5 separate regions of the Mus musculus genome follow, and regions 1, 3, 4 and 5 are each linked to region 2. Evidence: chromatin contacts called from public HiChIP or PLAC-seq and Micro-C data. All regions are on one chromosome and are shown on one strand. Each heading gives the region's core, a stretch centred on a gene start, on an enhancer-like site or on the middle of the called end of the contact. The rest is flanking DNA. Distances are from core to core; before and after follow the strand shown.

Region 1 (2,700 bases), core at 81-2,580, 840 kb before region 2:
AGGTTCTAACTCCTCCTTCTGGCCTTCTCAGGCTCCTGCAAACAATTAGTGCACATACAAGCAAGCAGGCACACACCCACGTACACATGAAATAAGAATAAAGCCGGGCGTGGTGGCGCACGCCTTTAATCCCAGCACTTGGGAGGCAGAGGCAGATGGATTTCTGAGTTCGAGGCCAGCCTGGTCTACAGAGTGAGTTCCAGGACAGCCAGGGCTACACAGAGAAACCCTGTCTCGAAAAAACAAAAGAAAAAAAAAAGATGCAATAAGAATAAGTTTTTTCATTTTTTAGTTTTGGTTTTGGTTTTGGTTTTGGTTTTTCGAGACAGGGTTTCTCTGTGTAGCCCTGGCTGTCCTGAAACTCACTCTGTAGACCAGGCTGGCCTCGAACTCAGAAATCCATCTGCCTCTGCCTCCCAAGTGCTGGGATTAAAGTCATGGGGCCACCACTGCCCGGCAAGAATAAGTATTTTGTGTGATTCAGGCATGTATTCTCAACACTTGGGGGGGGGGGGGGAGACAGTCTTGTTACAGAGTTTGAAGCCAGCACAGTCTACATAAAAGTCTGTCTCCACCAAACAAAAACCAGAAAACAAAAGACATTTAAAAAATGAAAATATCCTTTTTATCCTGTAAGTAATCACTGTTGGATAATATGATTGTTAATAAGCCCAATTGCAATTGGGCTCCTCAGACTGGAGTCATACTAACATATCAACAGGTTAACCAGCTGCCAGGAAATATGGGAAGTAAATTTAAAAAAATGCATGAAAATATCACGAGGTCATGGATCCTAAGAAAGCATCTAAGTGACTTTGAGGGTCATAGAATATTCAATTTCCAGCAACCATATGGTAGCTCACAACCATCTGTAATGGGATCTGATGCCCTCTTCTGGTGTGTCTGAAGACAGCTACAGTGTACTCACATACATAAAAATAAATAAATACATCTTTTAAAAATATGATAAATGTGGGCGGATGTAACATGCCGTATCCCTCTGAGGTCCTCACATTTGTAAAAGCGTGCAGAGATAGATCCTGGAAACAAAATGTTAAAACACAGCTCCTGGCACCAGGTGTGGGGGGAAGAGGGTGGTAAAATTCCTGGTCTCTGATGTGACCCTCAGGTCTGCTCTTCAAGGGATGTATGGATTCCTCCGTAACCTTTGAGTTCCTTTCTCCAGCTTACCATCAGTGTCAGGTGTCAGTTGTGTGGTCCTTCTGCCTGAACTGACTGCATATCTGAATTCTGAAGAAAGCCATTAGGTCATTATGGTCTCTCCCCACACACCGCAGTGTTATAAAATCCACAGAGGAACAAAGTCTCAGTCCCTCTAGACCTTCTAAACACGGAGGATGAGAAGCCCTGCGCTCTCTACCCTCCTATCCTTGCTGCTCACCGGAGCTTTGGCCTTGACCCTGGTTCGCGCAGGTGAGTGCGGGTCAGGAGGGAAACTGCCTCGGCCAAGGAGAGTGAGGGCAGCACTGGAGAAGCCAAGAAGCCGCACAACCGAAATAGCCTCACCACTCTTCCCTCTCCTTTCTCCAATCTTCATCCTGAACCCCACGCCCTGCTCCCCTTCTGTCACCTACACCTCTACAAGTCCCGGAAAAAAAAAAAAAAAAAAAAAAAGGATTTGTGTCTTCCGTCGCCAGGCATCCATTCCTTGCAGTTTTTTGCCACCACCATGACCCAGCCTGGTTTGAGGGAGCATTCCTTCATCTTTGTCGTCTTCGTGGACGACACACAGTTCCTGTGCTACAACAATAAGGGGAAAAATCAGAGAATGGAGCCACGCGCTCTGTGGGTGAAGCAGATGGGGCCAGAGTATTGGGAACAGCAGACCAGGACTGTCAAGGTCATTGAGAAGATTGCCCTAGTGAATTTGCAGGAGGCCATGGACATCTACAACCACAGCAAGGATGGTGAGTAACCCTTTCACATCCCTTACGGACGGACGACCCTGAGTTCCCGGGTCCTCAGCTCCCGAGGTTTGGCCCCCAAGGTTGCCAGACTTGAGGAGACCCTGAACCGGTTTCGTGCAAGGTTGTGGTCCAAATACGACCGGGGCGGGGCCAGGCTCTCACGTCTTTCAGTGTGTGTATGGCTGCGAAGTGGGGCCAGATGGACTCTTCCTCCGTGGGCATGAGAAGCACGCATACGACGGCCGCGATTACCTCACCCTAAGCCCGGACCTGCACTCCTGGGTCGCAGGCGACACAGCTGCGCAGATCACGCTGCGCAGGTGGGAGAAGTCTGGTGTCTCTGAGCAAAGGCAATCCTTCTTGAAGGGCGAGTGTGTGGAGTCGCTCCGCACATACCTGGAGATAGGGAAGGAGACTCTGCTAAGAACAGGTATATGAGGCTGCCGGGAATCTCCTCCATCTGTTCTGGGGCTGGGGCTCACAGTCTCTCTGGAAGGGAGCAAAATGAGCTGGGCTAGAATACTGCTTCTTTTCTTTGCATCTGAAGAAGGAAGAGAGTTCTGGTTTTCCCGATCAAACACTAGACAGAGACTCTTGCGACTTTTTCTCGGGAGAGTTGAGATTGTCTCAGGAAGGAAAGAGAGAAGATCCCTAAACAGCTGCCCCTTTCAGTCTGCAGCCCTTTGTAAGCCATGCCCTTTCTCAGGCCATGTTCTCAGCCCACACCCAACCTCTTTGGAGTCTTGACTCCAATGATGCTAAGTCTCTCAGC
Region 2 (2,700 bases), core at 36-2,535:
TGATAGACTGAGATGTGGAAGTGTAAACTGAAAGAAACCCTTTCTTCCTCAAGTTGCTTTTGGTCATGGGGTCTTATCACAGCAATGGAAACCCTCACTAAGACACAGGTGCACAAGGGCCTCACTCTGCTCCCTGCAGACACCACCCTCTCCTGCAGCTCAGCTCCTGCCCCTCCCTTGCCCTGGAGCAGCACCACTTTATAGCTCCTGGGGATCTGATGCCCTCTCTGGACCCGGAGGTAGCAGGAATTATCTGGCAGGTCTCATCTCCATTGGGTGGCAGGATCCTGGGGAAGGAACCAACAGCTCCTCCGCGGGCGCTGGTTATAAAGTCCAAGCAGCCCGAGGGCCTCAAATGCCCTGTATCCCAGATGGGACAATGGCGCAGCGAATGCTGCTCCTGCTGCTGGCGGCCGCCCTGACCCTGATCGAGACCCGCGCGGGTGAGTGCGGGGTCGGGAGGGAAACGGCCTCTGCGTGGAGGGGCGGGGACGGCACTGTGGAATCCGCGTCCCCCCGTCGCTCACAAGACCCTCCGCCCTTCTACACCCGCATCCGGAGCCCGGCGCCCTGCTCCCCTCCCGGCCCGCGCAGTGGGCCGGAGTCCCGTGAGGAGGTCCGGGTCTCACCGCGCGCCGCCCCCAGGCTCACACTCGATGCGGTATTTCGAGACCGCCTTGTCCCGCCCTGGCCTCCGGGAACCCCGATTCATCTCTGTCGGCTACGTGGACGACACGCAGTTCGTGCGCTTCGACGGCGACGCGGAGAATCCGAGGTATGAGCCGCGGGCTCCATGGATGGAGCACGAGGGGCGGGAGTATTGGGAGCGGGAGACACAGATCGCCAAGCGCAATGAGCAGAGTTTCCGAGGGAGCCTGAGGACCGCGCAGCGCTACTACAACCAGAGTGAAGGCGGTGAGTGACCCTGGGTGGGAGGTCACGAGCTCGAAATGTCCCTAGACAGGGGCCGGAGATCTCCAATCCCAAGTCTAGGTTCGGGAGCAGAACCGACCCAGGACCGGTTTCCCTTTCACTTTGGAGGAGTCCGCTGGTGGACTAGGCCAGGGCGAGCGGGGGCGGTGCGGGTGAGCGGCGCTGACCTTGGGATCCCGCAGGCCTTCACACGTTCCAGCTGTTGTTCGGCTGTGACGTGGGGTCGGACGGGCGCCTCCTCCGCGGATACCTACAGTTCGCTTATGATGGCCGAGATTACATCGCCCTGAACGAAGACTTGAACACGTGGACGGCGGCGGACCTGGCAGCGCTGATCACCCGACGCAAGTGGGAGCAGGCTGGTGCTGCAGAGCATTACAAGGCCTACCTAGAGGGCGAGTGCGTGGAGTCGCTCCGCAGATACCTGCAGCTCGGGAAGGAGACGCTGCTGCGCACAGGTGCAGGGGCCGCGGGCAGCTCCTCCCTCTGCCCTCGGGCTGGGGCTCAGTCCTGGGGAAGAAGAAACCCTCAGCTGGGGTGATGCCCCTGTCCCAGAAGGGAGAGTGTGTCCCTGGGTCTCTTGATCCCTTGTCACAGTGACTGCACTGACTCTTCCAGGGCTCAGCCTTCTCCCTGGACAGTGCCCAGGCTGTCTCAGGAGGGAAGGAGAGAATTTCCCTGAGGTGACAACAGCTGCTCCCTTCAGTTCCCCTATAGCCTCTGTCAGCCATGGCCTCTCCTAGTCTGGATTCTCTGCCCACACCCACTGTCTGTGGACATGGACTCCTGTCCTGCTGAGTGTGTCAGCCCTTACACCTCAGGACCTGAAGTCGCCTTTACCTGATGGGAGACATGGACTCCCCAACACTAGGCTGGTTGCCCCAGTTTCTAGAATTTTCAAAGAATACATTCTCCCAGATCCCTCCCTGTCTGTAACACAATTCTTTCTATTCCTACAGTGGTGAATGGTCACATGAGCCCTTATGGGCTACCCTGGAGGAATATAAATACTGGAATTTCTTTTTCTTTTTTCTCTTTTCTTTTTCTTCTTTCTTTTTTCTTTCTTTCTTTATTTTTTTTTTTTGAAGGCGTTATTTTGTTTCTAGTCAGTTTTTGTCTGCACTGGAGTGATCCTGTTTCTCCCTGCCCTCCTATTATCATTTGTATCAGTCTACATTGCTAACCTGGATAATTACACAAGATAAGTCAGGGTTCTCATTAAAAGATCGATTATTGTGAGATTACACTGTTTCCTGTCAGACCTAAACATGCAGAAGCCTCCTGCTGTCTCTCTGCCCCCACAAATTACAGTGCTCCCCCTAGTGAATCAGGAATTGGACTTTCTGAGTGACAGGGTCTTCTGAAATCCAGGGCTATAGTGAGCCCTCCCTGTGGGCCCAGTGTGTTCCAGTGAGTGCTGCACTGGGGTCCACAGCTCACTCCAGGGGTCCTGTGTAACATACCTGTACCTTGTCCCCCAGAGTCAGGGGCAGGGAGTCATTTTCTCTGGCTGCACACTTTGTGATGGCTGTTCACTTGAACTGACAGTTAATGTTGGTCTGCAAGATGACCACAGTGGAAGACTCAGTGGTGGCATCCTACCAAGAGCATATGGCCCTAATATCTGATCTTGAAATGAACTCAAACACATATTAAATTACTTTTTTGCCATTCCCTCTTCCATTCTTTGACTACCTCATTTATGCTATTGAACATCACATAAGGATGACCATGTTGATGGATTCTCTCTTGGCTTCTGAGTCCCAA
Region 3 (2,700 bases), core at 167-2,666, 640 kb after region 2:
TTTGAGGATTTGGGATTAGCTTAACTAAGGTTCAAATCTCTTGCTTCATTAAGGGCCATTTAAGATGTGAGATAAACTATTAATGCCTTCCTAGGGGACTCCCGGCGGCATACAGGACCTGAGATAACACAGAAACTGGCACTTAGGGAGGGGACTCCTGCTACAACAATCGCTAAGCTGTCGGAACTCCCGGCGGGCATCGGTATCCACTCGCACCTTGTTCTTAAGGCTAATTGCTTACACTTGCTCCAGAGTGCTGGCTGTAGGCCATCAGACACTAAGCAAGGCCCGTGCACTCACAGAATGATCTTAAGATGGCCTGGAGATAAAACTCCCCTACCCAAGGGTGTCCCTTTCTTGTTTACAAGGAAAGGTAGAAAGGCTGAAATCGATCAGATCTGCACCTCAGGCACTACAAGGGTCTGCTCGTGTAAAGGTGACTCATGGAGTCTGAGGCTAAAGTAGACAGGCCGTAAACTTGACTGAAGGTGAGCCCTACTCCACACATGGCCCAAACAAGAGCTCCTATCAGCAGCCAGTCACACCCAACCTCTTCAGTAACAATAACTCCAGGATAAGCACCATTTTTTACCCCCCCAGCCATGCCTAACCTTAAGGCCAAGTTCCTGGGTCCGACTGTGATCCAAGTCCCCAGAGGGGCTGATATGTTTTTTTTTTTGGGGGGGGGCTGATTTTCACGCATCACTGGTGTACAGACAGTGATGGCATGAAGCAAGTGTCGGGACACAGGCCAGGCCTAGGTGACCTACATGACAAGGGCCAGGCCGAAACAATCCAGGCCGGTTTCTGATTCTTGCAATTCTGGGTTCTAGTCCACACTGCGTCGTGCTTCTCAGGAGGCCCGGCAGCCATCACCACCTTTGGCAGGCAGGGTGGCTACCCTACATGTTCCCAATTCCCTTCACTGCTGCCTCTGCCAGCCCAGCCAAGTCCCTTCACTTACCTCCTCGGGAGTTGGTTCCACCTTCTCCAACTTCACGGCATTGGGGCGGTCGGCACAGGGCTCAGAGGAGGTTCCCTCTGAGTTGCTTTCCACTCGTGCTCCTGCCTGGCCCTCAGGCTGCAAAGTCTCCACGCCAACTTGGGGGACTAGGCCCAGTCCAACCTGAGGTCCACAGTATGCCATCCCTCCGCAGAACTCGTATGCGGGCGGACATGGGGAGATCCCCAATACCTCTGAGCCTGGTCCGATTCCAGGCCCACCTGGAGGCCCTTGGAAGCTTAGCCAGGTTCGAGGATCCACCCAGCCCGGCTCCAGCCCTGCTGACCCATCACCCCCACCTGGTGGGGGTGAGAAGGCGAAGTCTGAAGCCAGGTGTCCAGCCATGGGGAAGGTGGGCACCCCGAGCCGGGGGCCTGGTGGAAAGACGGCTCACCTAGGGACGGTTTCACCTCTCCCTCCCCAATCCCACCCTCTAGCCTTGACCTCTGGCCCCGCCCCCTGGGTGGGTGGAGGAGCAGAGCTGTGGGGGTGGGAGAAACTGAGGCGAGCGCTATCTGCCTGTGTCTTCCAGACGGAGGTTGGGGACGTCTGGACAGGACAACCCTTAGGACGGGACCCCAGGAGGCCTTCATTTTCAACCTTCAAGGTCCTCTCACCCCTGCCTTGGGTCACCGGACACCTCACAAACCAGTTGCTCGGATGCCCCATCGCACCACAAAGCCTGTTGGCACTGCACCCTCTCGGCCTGTCCTTACAGCCCACTCAGCCATCCTCTGGAGAGCCTAAAACATCCATTGAATGTTCGTGTGCCAATTATTTCTGGGGCCACTCCTCAGTTCTTGCTTACCCACCCGTCTAGAGTCCTAGATATGGGTGAACCCAGTATTTCAGCCCATGTCCAAGGCCAGGACAAGACAGCCATTGCACCTCCAGTCCTCCAGAGTTTAGAGGCTCTACACCATGGGACCCCGAGCCCCAACCAGATATGTCCCCAGAGACCCCAGAGAAGTGCTGGCTCTGCGTTTTCAGAGCACAGTATTCCATCTTGTGTTGTCCAGGTTGGTAGATTAGACACTAACCACCCCCCAACCCCCATAAGACCTGCACCCAGGCTCCATCCCCTCACAGTTAAGGCCGGGGCCTCTTTCCTCAAGATTCTCAGTTCTCCCTCCCCCCACCTCCTCATCCCAGGCTTCCAGCCTAGTTCCTGGGTGGAGAAACCCAACGGGTGGGAGGTGGGTAGAGAGAAGAAATATCTGACTTCAGGTTCAAAGGGGCCTGGGAGGGACTGGGGGAAGGGGGCAGGACAATGGCCTTGGCTGGACAATCCTGGTCCCCAGAGGGGGCAGCTCTAACCCTAAACAAGTACTCAACCCTTGAATGGGCCAGGATGGCTCCCCTGGGGACAACTTCCTGCTCCCCAACCCCCTCCTGAGCCCCAATCCCCTCACACAAGACTTCCCCAGCTCTCCACCTCTCCTCAAAGACAGAGCCTCAGATGGAGATACCCTGCTTCCCTTCCTCCAGGGACTCCGGTGTTCATCCTCGTCACCCACCCCTCCCCCATTCCTGTGCTGGCGGAAAGACACTAAGGAGACGGGATTAGGAGGAGGGGGTGCAGAGAGCCTACCCTGAACTTCCCTAGAGTGGTTTTCTGGGCCCAGTCTGAGGATCCCATTACTGGCCTGGTGCTTAGTTATCTTTGCAAGAGAATAGCCCTCAGAGTGCCTGTCTGC
Region 4 (2,700 bases), core at 197-2,696, 720 kb after region 2:
TATTCTTTGGAAAGTTCTAGAAACTGGGGGAACCAGCCTAGTGTAGGATAGTCCATGTCTCCCATCGGGTAAAGGAGACTTCAGGTCATGAGGTGTAAGGGCTGACACACTCAGCAGGACAGGAGTCAGTGTCTACAGACAGTGGGTGTGGGCTGAGAACCCGGCCTGGGAGAGGCCATGGCTGACAGAGGCTACAGGGCAACTGAAGGGAGCAGCTGTTGTTACCTCAGGGAAATTCTCTCCTTCCCTCCTGAGACAGCCTGGGCACTGTCCAGGGAGAAGGCTGAGCCCTGGGAGAGTCAGTGCAGTCACTGTGATGAGGGATCAGGAGACCCAGGGTCACTCTCTCCCCTGTGAGACAGGGGCATCACCCAGCTGAGGGTTTCTTCTTCCCCAGGACTGAGCCCCAGCCCGAGGGCAGAGGGAGGAGCTGCCCGCGGCCCCTGCACCTGTGCACAGCAGCGTCTCCTTCCGGAGCTGCAGGTATCTGCGGAGCGACTGCACGCAAGCGCCCTCCAGGTAGGCCCGGTCTCTCTCTGCAATACCAGCCTGCTCCCACTTGTGTAGGGTGATCTGTGCAGCCATGTCCGCCGCCGTCCAGGTTTTCAGGTCTTCGTTCAGGGCGATGTAATCGCGGCCTTCATAGGCGAACTGCAGGTACCCGCGGAGGAGGCGCTCGTCGGACCCCACGTCACAGCCATACATCCACTGGAGTGTGTGAGAGCCTGCGGGACCCAGTGGTCAGTCCCTCCTCCGCCCACCCCCCCCCCCACCCCCCACCGCGGACTCCTCCAAACTGAAAGGGAATCCGGTCCTGGGTCAGTTCTGCTCCTGAAACTCGGACTTTGGACCCGGGACCTCACCGGCCTCTGTTTCGGGACGTGGAGGGGTCGTGACCTCCGACCCGGGGTCACTCACCGCCCTTGCTCTGGTTGTAGTATCTCTGTGCGGTCCTCAGGCTCACTCGGAAACTCTCCTCATGGCCCTTGGCTTTCTGTGTCTCCCGCTCCCAATACTCCGGCCCCTCCTGCTCCATCCACCGCGCCCGCGGCTCCATCCTCGGATTTTCCGCGTCGCTGTCGAAGCGCACGAACTGCTTGTTGTCCACGTAGCCGACGATAATGAACCGGGGCTCCACGAGGCCGGGCCAGGACACAGCAGTGTGGAAATACCGCAGCGAGTGTGGGCCTGGGGGCGGCGCGCGGTGAGACCCCGACCTCCTCCCGGGACCCCGGTCGGGTACGCGGGCCGGGAGTGGAGCAGGGCTCGGGGCTCGGGTGGAGAAGGGGCGGAGGTCCGGTGGGCGACGCGGGGACGCGGCACAGGGGCTGTTTCCCTCCCGACCCCGCACTCACCCGCGCGGGTCTCGATCAGGGTCAGGGCGGCCGCCACCAGCAAGAGCAGCGTTGTTAGAGCCATTGCTCCTCTCGGGGATTCAGGTCGACTGACTCCTGTGGGCAGCGTGGACTTTACAACCCGCTCCCGCGCCGACGCTGATTGGTTCCCGGTGATCACCTCACCCAATAGGGGTGAGAACTGTTACAGGTCATCAGTGTCCTGGCAGAATGAACTGACCCAGGTTAGGAGCAGAAGTGAAACTGGGGAGATGGGGAATCCCCAGCCATGGGCTTCCCCACCCTTGACCTCACAGCCTGGAGATTAAGACTTTGCCTGAACCCTGTGCCGGGGACAGAGAGCTGTTTGTCATGGTGTCTCCGAGTTCTGATCCAGAAGCTGTCAGGACACCAGGAGAGACCCGCAGGCCATACTCTCTGTGCCCTATCCTCCACTCTTCCTCTTCCTTCTTCTCTTCAGAAGTCAGACCTTGGAGTCTTCTAGAAGAAATGCCACTTCTGGGAATACAATGGAGACACAAGCACTTGGGGATGCAGTGAAGATAGGCTTCTCCTTAAAGCAGAGGCGCTGGTCTGCAAAGCCCCACATGGACTCCATAGAGACCAGGCTCTGTTCACCTGCAATGGGCGGCTCACACTTCCAAGCCTGAGTGCAGGACTCTCATCAGTTAAGTGTAGACTTCGCCTCTCTCCTCAGGATCTGTCTTCTCACAGATTCCTTGTGTTACCTCCTAGTTGAAGAGCTGTGGCTGCAGGGTTTTTGTTTGTTTGTTTGTTTGTTTGTTTCTTCTTTGGTTTTTTTTTTTTTTTTTTTAGAGATAGGGTTTTTCTGTATAGCACTGGCTGTCCTGGAACTCACTTTGTACTCCAGGCTGGCCTCGAACTCAGAAATCCACCTGCCTCTGCCTCCCAAGTGCTGGGATTAAAGGCATGTGCCACCACGCCCGGAATCTTTGTTTTGTTTTTGTTTTTTAAAACAAAGATCTTCCTTCTGAGTTTGTCTGTGTAGACCTGGGACTCAGCACAGGAGATCCCCTTGTCCACTGAAGAGAGACCCCTGTGCAGACCACAGACAGCAGGGCACTGATCGCTGTCTCCACTGCACTTCTCTATTTCTGCACTTCCAAGGTGCAGTTGCTTTAGTGACTCAATCACAGTAGGAGAGGAACTGTCACCAACTATAACACAGAATAAATATGATAGTATGGTAGAAGCTATGTAATTTCTGACCCTCTCCCTCCCTCCCTGACCTTCACTCACACGTATGAGCTGATGAGGTGAGGGACATGAATGTCACAGCTGTGTGGGACATGGGTTCTGATAATTGAGTTGGCCCCAGAGTTCC
Region 5 (2,700 bases), core at 116-2,615, 770 kb after region 2:
GGCTGACACACTCAGCAGGACAGGAGTCAGTGTCTACAGACAGTGGGCTGAGAACCCGGCCTGGGAGAGGCCATGGCTGACAGAGGCTACAGGGGAACTGAAGGGAGCAGCTGTTGTTACCTCAGGGAAATTCTCTCCTTCCCTCCTGAGACAGCCTGGGCACTGTCCAGGGAGAAGGCTGAGCCCTGGGAGAGTCAGTGCAGTCACTGTGATGAGGGATCAGGAGACCCAGGGTCACTCTCTCCCCTCTGAGACAGGGGCATCACCCCAGCTGAGGGTTTCTTCTTCCCCAGGACTGAGCCCCAGCCCGAGGGCAGAGGGAGGAGCTGCCCGCGGCCCCTGCACCTGTGCGCAGCAGCGTCTCCTTCCCGAGCTCCAGGTATCTGCGGAGGGACTGCACGCACGCGCCCTCCAGGTAGGCCTTGCTTTTCTCTGTAGCACCAGCCTGCTCCCACTTGCGTCGGGTGATCTGTGCCGCCATGTCCGCCGCCGTCCACGTTTTCAGGTCTTCGTTCAGGGCGATGTAATCGCGGCCGTCGTAGGCGAACTGCTGGTACCCGCGGAGGAGGCGCCCGTCGGACCCCACTTCACAGCCAGAGATCACCTGAATAGTGTGAGAGCCTGCGGGACCCCGCGGTCAGCCCCGCCCACACGCCCCGGCCCCGCCCACCCGCGGACTCCTCCAAACTGAAAGGGAAACCAGTCCCGCGTCCGTTCTGCTCAGAACCTCGAACTTGGGGCCCGGGACGTCTCGGGCCCCTGTTTTGGGACGTGGAGGGGTCGTGACCTCCGATCCGGGGTCACTCACCGCCCGCGCTCTGGTTGTAGTAGCTGAGCAGGGTCCTCAGGTTCACTCGGAAAATCTGCTCATTGCCCTTGGCTTTCTGTGTTTCCCGCTCCCAATACTCCGGCCCCTCCTGCTCCATCCACGGTGCCCGCGGCTCATATCTCGGATTCTCCGCGTCGCTGTCGAAGCGCACGAACTCCGTGTTGTCCACGTAACCGACAGAGATGAACCGGGGCTCCCCAAGGCCCGGCCGGGACACGGAGGTGTAGAAATAACTCAGCAAGTGTGGGCCTGGAGGCAGGGCGCGGTGAGACCCCGAACTCCTTCCGGGACCCCCGGCGGGTGAGCGGGCCGGGAGGGGAGCAGGGCGCGGGGCTAGGGTGGAGAAGGGGCGGAGGGTCAGGTGGGCGACGCCGGGACGCGGCTTCCCCCGTGCCGCCCCCTCCCCTTTCCTCAGAGGCCATTTCCCTCCGGACCCGGTACTCACCCGCGCGGATCTCGATCAGGGTCTGGGCGACTGCCACCAGCAGAAGCAGCATTGTTGACGCCATTGCTCCCCTCTGGGATTCTGGGCATCTGACTCTGGCGGGCTGTGTGGACTTTATAACCTGCTCCCGCGGCGACGATGATTGGTTCCCGGTGATCACGTCACCCAATGGGGGTGAGAACTGCCAGTAAGTCATCAGTGTCCGGGCAGAAGGACCTGACCCAAGTTAGGAGCAGAAGTGAAACTGGGGAGATGGGAAATCCCCACCCCTGATCTCACTGCCTGGAGACTAAGACTTTGCCTGAACCCTGTGCTGTGGACAGAGAGCTGTTTGTCTTGGTGTCTCCGAGTTCTGACCCAGAAGCTGTCAGGACACCAGGAGAGAAGAGACCTGCAGGCCAGACTCTCTGTATCTTCCCTCCACCCTTCCTCTTCCTTCTTCTCTTCAGAAGTCAGACCCTGGAGCCTTCCAGAAGAAAAGCCACTTCCAGGAATACAATGGCAACACAAGCGCTTGGGGATGCAGTGGAGAGAGGCTTCTCCTTAAAGCAGAGGCGCTGGCCTGCAAGCCCCATTAGAACACCACAGAGACCAGGCTCTGTTCACCTGCAGTGGGCGGCTCACACTGCCAAGCCTGAGTGCAGGACTCTCTTCTATAAAGAGGATACTTCGTCTTTTCCCTCAGGATCTGTCTTCTCAGCCCTGTGCTGGGACACAGATTCCTTGTGTCACTTCCTAGATGAAGTCTGTGGCTGCAGGTTTTTTGTTTGTTTCTTTTTTGTTTTTTTAAAAACAAAGATCTTCCTTCTGAGTTTGTCTCTGTGGACCTGGGACATTGTCTCAGCACAGGAGACCCCCTTGTCCACTGAAGAGAGACCCCTGTGCAGACCACAGACAGCAGGGCACTGATCCCTGTCTCCACTTCACTTCTCTGTGACTGTACTTCCATGGTGCAGTTGCTTTAGTGACTCAATAACAGTAGGAGAGGAACTGTCACCAACTATAACACAGAATAATGATGATAGTACGGTAGAAGCTATGTAATTTCTGACCCTCTCCCTCCCTCCCTGACCTTCACTCACACTTTTGAACTGATGAGGTGAGGGACATGAATGTCACAGCTGTGTGGGACACTGGTTCTGATAACCGAGTTGGCCCCAGAGTTTCTCAGGCCTGTGCAGTGTGGACACTGGAAGAAAGATGATTCTCATGCCAGAGAGCACACACTGGTGATGTGAGGTTTCATCCCTGATCAGTAGTGTGGGGGAAGATTAATTTTACCCATTTCATGATTCTGTGGATCTTTTCAAACCATAGCCACAGAAGTGAAGTGGAAAGAAGAGCAGAGTTGGGTGGGGACTCCTGAAGAGAGTCACTCATCACACAGAGCAACAAATGTGTGTGACCACCGGTGTGAACTCCAGTC

What was found. A called contact is a pair of places that touch in the nucleus more often than the background predicts. HiChIP or PLAC-seq counts read pairs in DNA pulled down with a chosen protein or histone mark.
Region 1: a contact with region 2 is called in an H3K27ac HiChIP or PLAC-seq map of embryonic stem cells, with 2.5 times the contacts expected there. The contact joins the promoter of H2-M5 here to the promoter of 2410017I17Rik in region 2. A contact is called at or near these places in 3 of 39 promoter capture datasets (embryonic stem cells and hippocampal neurons) and 1 of 115 datasets of contacts at active chromatin or transcription factors (embryonic stem cells).
Region 3: a Micro-C map of embryonic stem cells shows a contact between it and region 2, with 7 times the contacts expected there. The contact joins the promoter of Pou5f1 here to the promoter of 2410017I17Rik in region 2. A contact is called at or near these places in 1 of 484 Hi-C or Micro-C datasets (embryonic stem cells) and 1 of 115 datasets of contacts at active chromatin or transcription factors (embryonic stem cells).
Region 4: an H3K4me3 HiChIP or PLAC-seq map of stem cell-derived neural progenitor cells shows a contact between it and region 2, with 13 times the contacts expected there. The contact joins the promoter of H2-Q6 here to the promoter of 2410017I17Rik in region 2. A contact is called at or near these places in 2 of 115 datasets of contacts at active chromatin or transcription factors (embryonic stem cells and stem cell-derived neural progenitor cells).
Region 5: an H3K4me3 HiChIP or PLAC-seq map of stem cell-derived neural progenitor cells shows a contact between it and region 2, with 17 times the contacts expected there. The contact joins the promoter of H2-Q4 here to the promoter of 2410017I17Rik in region 2. A contact is called at or near these places in 3 of 115 datasets of contacts at active chromatin or transcription factors (embryonic stem cells and stem cell-derived neural progenitor cells).

What each region holds. Positions count from the first base shown.
Region 1 is chr17:36,988,163-36,990,862 of GRCm38.p6, reverse strand. H2-M5 (histocompatibility 2, M region locus 5) reads left to right here and starts at 1,330. Exons shown (of 6, transcript NM_001115075.2): 1 at 1,330-1,434; 2 at 1,659-1,928; 3 at 2,083-2,358. The coding sequence starts at 1,359.
Region 2 is chr17:36,143,603-36,146,302 of GRCm38.p6, reverse strand. 2410017I17Rik (RIKEN cDNA 2410017I17 gene) reads right to left here and starts at 1,285. Exons shown (of 4, transcript NR_033517.1): 1 at 1,101-1,285. Gm10499 (predicted gene 10499) reads left to right here and starts at 354. Exons shown (of 8, transcript NM_001370818.1): 1 at 354-443; 2 at 646-915; 3 at 1,116-1,391. The coding sequence starts at 380. It also overlaps a transcript of Gm8909 not described here.
Region 3 is chr17:35,504,748-35,507,447 of GRCm38.p6, reverse strand. It overlaps Pou5f1 (POU domain, class 5, transcription factor 1), which reads right to left and starts at 1,416. Exons shown (of 5, transcript NM_013633.3): 1 at 965-1,416. The coding sequence starts at 1,348. Gm32362 (a long non-coding RNA gene) reads left to right here and starts at 1,711. Exons shown (of 3, transcript XR_385564.3): 1 at 1,711-2,022. RefSeq lists promoters at 1,370-1,639, 1,397-2,700, 1,346-2,700 and enhancers at 2,307-2,549, 1,631-2,639, 2,634-2,700.
Region 4 is chr17:35,423,596-35,426,295 of GRCm38.p6, reverse strand. H2-Q6 (histocompatibility 2, Q region locus 6) reads right to left here and starts at 1,446. Exons shown (of 7, transcript NM_207648.2): 1 at 1,356-1,446; 2 at 919-1,188; 3 at 450-725. The coding sequence starts at 1,419.
Region 5 is chr17:35,378,282-35,380,981 of GRCm38.p6, reverse strand. It overlaps H2-Q4 (histocompatibility 2, Q region locus 4), which reads right to left and starts at 1,365. Exons shown (of 6, transcript NM_001143689.1): 1 at 1,275-1,365; 2 at 809-1,162; 3 at 346-621. The coding sequence starts at 1,338.